2 separate regions of the Sus scrofa genome follow, and region 2 is linked to region 1. Evidence: chromatin contacts called from public HiChIP or PLAC-seq data. All regions are on one chromosome and are shown on one strand. The core of a region is the stretch at or near the end of the contact, and the rest is flanking DNA. Distances in the headings are between cores, read along the strand shown.

Region 1 (3,362 bases), core at 542-3,041:
AATATATATATATATATATAAAACTTAATCACTCTGCTGTACATTAGAAACTAACACAATACTATAAATCAACTATACTTCAATAAAAAATAAAAAGAAAATATGTCCCAGCGTCCTCTCTAAAAAACATTTGATAGGTACCAAGATACCTTAAGTCAATGGTTTGAGCTAGGCTACCCTTCCTTTAGCCAAATTAACAGGGTATTAATGCTACAGTCTATTTTTTTAACTACTTTCAAGTTGCCATAATAAAAACTAGCTTGTCACCCATATACTTAGCTCTGGCCATTAAAACGTAAGCAAAAGGGGGGAGGGAAGAATTAGGAGGATGAGAATAATATATCTACACTACTGTATACATAGGTAATTAACAAGGACCTACTGTATAGCACAGGGAAATTTACTCAATAGTTTGTAAAAACCTATATGGAAAGAAAAAATGGATATATCTATATGTATAACGGATTCACTTTGCTGTACACCTGAAACATTGTAATACAACATTGTAAATCAACTATATTTCAGTAAAATCAAAAAATAAAAATAAGAAAAGTTTTTAAAAACCTAAGCAAAAGAAAATAAATGAGTCCAATTCTAATATTAAAGCTCGGATGAGTTACCTATAAGAATATTCTCTAAAAGCAAAAATAATAACAATAAAACCCACACTCAACCACTACCCAACCCAGATGTTCTAATATGCTGAGTGGCTTCAAACCGTTACTTTTACATTTCCTGACCTTTTTTTCCCACCTAGTTTTACAGACACCCTGCCCAGGTACAAAGTTCAGCAGGGCCCATGTTCCACAAAGACCCTAAAAGGAAGAAGAAAATTCTTTGCTCCTGGTGATATACGAAATCACAGTGGGAGCCGTCTGATTTATTCAAGGTTATTGGTGAACTGGCATAGAATCTTGATATGGGGCTGTCACTAACGAGAAGAGCAGTCTTCACAGAGAATCAAGAGCCTTATGCCTATTTAGAACACTTTAAATGTAGGAACCAAAGAAATCTTCCTGTTTTGTGTAGACTTTATTTAACCATAAACATATGATTTAGACATGCTCCCTCTTGTTAAAACATTTTTTTGTGCTCTGTTCACTTAGCACAGTTCACATTATTATCCTCACATGTACAATGGCAGTGGAATAATTTGAGACCCACAGCTTTATTTAATAATGTAATTATCCTATATTGGATTACTTAAAGGGGCTTTGTATTTTCAAGTTCTAGTTTTTCCCATGCTGGTGATATGCTCTGCCACAGTAAATGATTCAGGCTTCAATCAAAAGCTCTATACTCGGTTTGGAAAAATATTGAGTGTTTCTGAATAAGCCAGGATTAACATAAGAGCCAATTTGCAACCACAGCTGGTGACCTTTCTACTCCTATTCAAAGACTGTGGTGTGGAGCCCAACACAGGGGACAGACCTGAGCAATACAACTCTTCTGGTACCTCAGAGGGGGTTGTGTAAACCAGAGAGGAAAGCCCAAGTTTTCCTCAAGGTAAGCTGTCTGAAGGCAGGGCTGTAACTTGCCTTCCATGCCTCTGATCTCCTACATACTCCAAGGGGTAGCTTAACGAATGAATGCATAGTGAGTGAAAGAATGCTGTTGGGCATTCTGACAAAACAGTTGTAAAAGAGAACCCAGAAGGAGCCACCACAAGCTGAGCATTCACAAACTGAACTTCATGGGATTATGTCTGAGCTCTCCCCCAACTCAGCTCAATCTAACCAATTAATTTGCTTTGTGCCAGGCACTGGGCTGAGTCAGCCATCTCCATGGGGTATCAGCCATGGAGAGATAAGGATGAGTAAGACACTGGTGCTGCCCTTCAGAAACACACACTGCCCAGGGTCTCCTGTTCCTTGCCTGGGGAATAAAGGGTACTTTTCTCCCTCTCCTTTGCCAGAGGATCCAATCATTCTTTCATTCTCAATGTCCTGAGCATCTAGCCCACATTTCTCTAGGAACAGCTGGGGACTGGGAAAGAACTGCGGTCTGGTGGGGGTGGGAGACAGAGGACATGGACCTCACCTAAGTGTGACTTACAGAAAGAGAAACTGTTCTAAGTGATTTCATTCATTCAGCACATATTTACTGGGAACTGACTATACATCAGGCATTGGGATGACAGTCAGGAATTAAAATAGAGAAGAAGCCCTACCTTCCTGGAGCCTACAATTGGGTGTGTGTGTTGGGGATGTGGGGAGCCAGAATAAAATCTGAGACAAAAGAATTATAAGAGTCAGTAATGGGAGACAAGGGTAGAACTAGGGATGATGTCCAGTCAGATGGTCAAGAAAGGTCTCTGTTGACACCCTAAAGAAGAGGAGGTCCTAGTGAGGTTGAGAGGAAAGGGAGGTGGGGGAAGAACACAAGGCACTGCCCTTGGAGGGAACTGGGGATACAAAGGCACCAGGAGGGACATTGTACAAAGAAAAATTCAAGGGTTTAAAAAAAAAAAAAAAAGGAAAAAACACACAACATACATACATCTTAGAGCTGATGTATGCTCCTAAATTTGAATCCAGACTCCTTTTCTCTAACTTTCCAGCAGACTTAGCATGGAAGCTACCCCCATACATCAATGTCCATGATTAAAAATGGGCCAGAATCTGCTTAATGCCACCTTTTCATCAAACATTTAATGCCTACAGAAGTATGTTTTGAGCACTTAATTAGAAACGAAGTTGCAGCTTCCCTAAAAGAGAAATAGATGAGTTTTCCCATGAAACAGCTGATATCTAGAGAATTTAAAAGATGGAAGGCCAGCTGCCCCCTGACATATGCACAAAGTTGAAGGGTGGCTAGGAGACCCATGTCTCCTATTGATACACTCATGAGAAACACAAATGAGCCAATGATGCCTTTCATTTAGATGTTCAGGTCTTTACATGGACATATGTCCACCTGATTTAATGCCCCTCCTTCAACCACTGTGCATCAAACATACCCATGGTCTTATGTACTTAGGAGCCCGTTTAATTATATCAGCAATAGGGTCCTCTTTCCCCACTCTCTGCAGATAATCGTCAAACCAGACGAAATGCCCTTTCCAGCAAAACTCCCAGATTCACTGATCCAGATACTAGGTTTAAGAATGACCCAATGTAACTTGTTGACATGCTTGAAGACTAACAAATCTTTAAAAGATTAAAGCAATCTGCTATAGATGACTATGTACATCATCTATAATTAAATGCCCAGAAGAGTGGGGAGGTGTTTGGAAGGAACCACTCAAGGAGAATACATAATGAAAGGAAAAAGGGAAAAAAGCAGGACATGCTTAGAAGACTACCTTTCAACCATCATCAGACTAGCTTTGTAATAATTGGTTCCACTTCTGATTGTAATGG
Region 2 (3,362 bases), core at 433-2,932, 160 kb before region 1:
TTGGATCTCAACTGCTTACAAATACACAACTGTTCAGGTTTGTGAGTACAGACGTGGGGACAGTTGTGATCAAAATAGTCTCCTCTTTAATAAAAGACCAAGTAAATTATGGGAAAATCAAATCCCAATTTATAGCATCTTAGAAACAACACTCACTTACTGAGCATGCTCGGACAAGGTATGTGCAAGGAGGCGTGAATAATAGTTTCGAGCCCTGCATCTGGCAGTGGGCCAGCCGTGAAGATCAGCACAGCCCATGGGGAATAGTTATCTTCAGATCCCATTACAAACTGAGTTTAAACATGTTACAGCTGCTAAAACTGGAAACTGTTCTCTCTATGTAGACTTACTAAAATAATATATGGCTGCCAAATACCTGCTTCCCACTGTAATATTACAGTTACTGTTTATGTAATAAAAAGCATAACTAAGCAGAAGAGAGAAAAAAAAAGCAATCCTGTTCATACTTGAATGTATTCTGTCTCATCTGTAAAGTCCCCAACATTCCCCCCTAATTGCTTTGATGTGCATGGTTCTGCCAGGGACTTTATCCCCTTCAACAGTGGCAGGTTGGGGATTTCTGTCCCAGAGTAAAATGCATTGACTATTTCAAATTAGAAAAAAACTATTTTAAACTGACTTTGAGGAAAACCTCTTTTTATTGTTAGGACAGATAGGTTTGTTGTACTTTTGTTTGGTTGCCATGAGAACCGCTCAAGCATTGAAGTCTGGGTATTCCAGTGGTTACTGTCTGTTGGCACCGCCCTCCATCCAACTCTATTCTCTAATCTACATGGTGACACCATGAGGGGCTCCTTTCAGCAAAAAGGACGACGACATCACCCCCCTGGCAAGGGGGTGAGAGGAAGCAGAGGACGGGGGTGGGAGGGCCACCAGGTCCTGACAGCCCTGGGCCAAGCCAGCTTTCTAGATGGGTGCTAAGGAAAATTGAATTTCTTAGACAGTTGTGCAAGTTCAAGAGGTAGGGCAACATTTCTATTCTTTTCCTTTCCTTCTTTTTTTTTTTTTTTTTTTTTCCCCTTCCCTTCACTCAACTCAGCAGCTGGCTGGCCGACAGCAGTAAAAAATACATTTCACTTTGCTGGTCAAAGGCCTAAAGCCAGAAGCAGGAAATCTGGAATTAAATGTTTCTTGTATCTGGAAAGAGGCATGACTAAGGTAAAACTGAATCCAAACACAAACCCTGCTTGTTCAAGGCTTCCAGAGGGAGTGTGCTTGTGAGTGAGTGAGTGTGTAGTCTGTGTGTGTGTGTAAAGGTCAATTGAGTGTTTTTTTTTCCCCTTCTAAATCACTGAAAGATAATTATAGTGGCTCAGGGAAAAAAAGGCTCCCAAAATAAAACAAGAAAGGCAGCAGCTAAAAGGAAACAAGTAGAAATATGACCAGCTAAGCCCTGAAGAATTGAGCGTGGTCTCACCCAGCTGAACAATCGCTGTTCATGTAGTGATTTCCGTTCAGTGCGATTTTCACTGAATGTTTTTTCAGTTATCCTGTCACGGTACAACACAATTACCCCACAGGATATGATCTTATCATCTGATTATTAGAAGTTTTTACAGTACAAGAGGACGAGAGCTATTACGGGTTTCTGAACATTTCAACATTTAACGTACACGCGATACCACTAAAGACAGGTTAGCCAACCTAAGGTCAACATGGCCCAACGCAGGAAGCATTGTATTGCATAAAGAATTTAGTCTAAAGCAACATGACTGTGCCTTGCAGATGACTATTCCTCAAATATTTGTAGTACAACAAAGATTTAATCAGCTTCTAAACTGTACAGATAAAAGCAAATAATGCACCCCAGCCCCTAAGAACTAATTACCCAGGAGAAATATTTTCAATGGGCTGCAACTCTTTAGAATGTGGTGTGGATTTCTGGTGGATGGAAGTGATGGGGAAGAGAAGCAATATATTCATTAGAAAATCCAGAGAGCTCCCCCCGCACCCCCTACATCTACATGTAGTCGGTGCATTGAAAGCTGGGTAGATAAATGGGCCTTTACTATTATCCTGATTTCACATTTCAGATTAGCAAAATGCTTATTTATGATGCCATTAATGGATCTGAAATAGGTAAGCCATCATGTATTAAAAAAAAAAATATCTTTCCATAGGCGTAAGATTTGTAGCAGCATGAGATTTTATTTTTCCCTAGGAATAATACAAGAATAACATTTTCCACCCCAAAGCAGAAACAGTAGGGGAGCCTTTTGCTATCACGGAGATTCTTATTAAATTCAGTCACTGTGAAAAGCAAGATTTTTTTTCTCCTCTTCCTCCTCCTCCTTTTATTTTTTTTTTAAATAAAGATGACTTAAAATCAACCCAAGTTAAAATTAACAAATCAATGGCATTATAACCTTGATTTATTAGTGTCTGAGCCACTAAATTATCATCATACAAGAAATTGCTGGTTTGAAAAGATTTCGGCTTTGTTAAATCTCAAGTTAAATAATGGTGCTCAGTATACTAGGTTTTTAGATCTGCCTCATCTGATATTATGAAAAATTCAATACATTTCTCTACAGCAGAAGTCAGAGGTCAGCAAATCTATTACTGTAATGTAAGTAATCTGGCAACCTGCCAAGTCTTTCTCCCTTTTATTATTTTTTTTAAACATGAAGGCAGATAATTTTATATTTACAAATTCTAAAATCCTCCAGGGCCTTGCCTCTCTCTCAACAAAAAGCAGCAGCCTCACATTTGAGAAATGTATATTGCACACGTCCTCATCATTTGCATTTCATACAAAAGAAGCAAAGACCCTTCATCTTTATTAGGCAACATCCTCCTCCCCTCCCCACAGGCAGAGGAAAAATAATGTCAAATCTCATCAGAACGAGTAACCACTAATGTCTCCTGTATTGATTAATGCTTGCATGGAATGACTGAACTTTTGGGCCAAAACATTTAGCAAACAGTACTTAAGAGAAATGAGAATCTGTCTATTTATAGAGCTCTGAAAAATGATATTATAATAATGTCTGGGACTGACTCAACCTGAAGAGTGGGGGAAGGAGCAGATCTTTAGGATTGTATTTGAACCTCAAACTCACCCTTGTTACTTCATAGGTACTTGTATGGTATCAAACCAGTGAAATATTGTAATCTCAGAGATCTGCTAGTCCCCTTGGAGAATATTTTCGGGCAGAGGGGGATAAAGTTGGTGTGTATATCAGGGCAAAAAATGCTACTACTATTCTTACACTATTAGGTTTTTTCCGTGGTAGTCGAAAGAAATGACATATTGGTTCCACTGAGGCTTCAGACCTGATCTGATCCCAAATGGAGTCATTCTATCTCCATTGATTCCAGGGTTGATACAGTCTAAGGTC

Evidence for each region. HiChIP or PLAC-seq counts read pairs in DNA pulled down with a chosen protein or histone mark.
Region 2: a contact with region 1 is called in an H3K27ac HiChIP or PLAC-seq map of alveolar macrophages. The contact joins two enhancer-like sites. A contact is called at or near these places in 4 of 47 Hi-C or Micro-C datasets (embryonic fibroblasts, mesenteric adipose tissue, retroperitoneal adipose tissue and 1 more) and 1 of 2 datasets of contacts at active chromatin or transcription factors (alveolar macrophages).

Annotation. Positions count from the first base shown.
Region 1 is chr14:65,428,075-65,431,436 of Sscrofa11.1, reverse strand. The region is part of intron 2 of ARID5B (AT-rich interactive domain-containing protein 5B); the gene reads right to left. Among named protein-coding and RNA genes, the nearest start is that of ARID5B, 21 kb to the right of the region's middle. Within about 2 kb of position 1,791, at least 4 of the 83 cell types and tissues checked have an H3K27ac peak or open chromatin away from gene starts, as enhancers often do. A contact at or near this core is called in alveolar macrophages, where this site is marked.
Region 2 is chr14:65,584,206-65,587,567 of Sscrofa11.1, reverse strand. All of the region lies in intron 8 of ARID5B (AT-rich interactive domain-containing protein 5B), which reads right to left. Among named protein-coding and RNA genes, the nearest start is that of MIR9836, 160 kb to the left of the region's middle. Within about 2 kb of position 1,682, at least 41 of the 83 cell types and tissues checked have an H3K27ac peak or open chromatin away from gene starts, as enhancers often do. A contact at or near this core is called in alveolar macrophages, where this site is marked.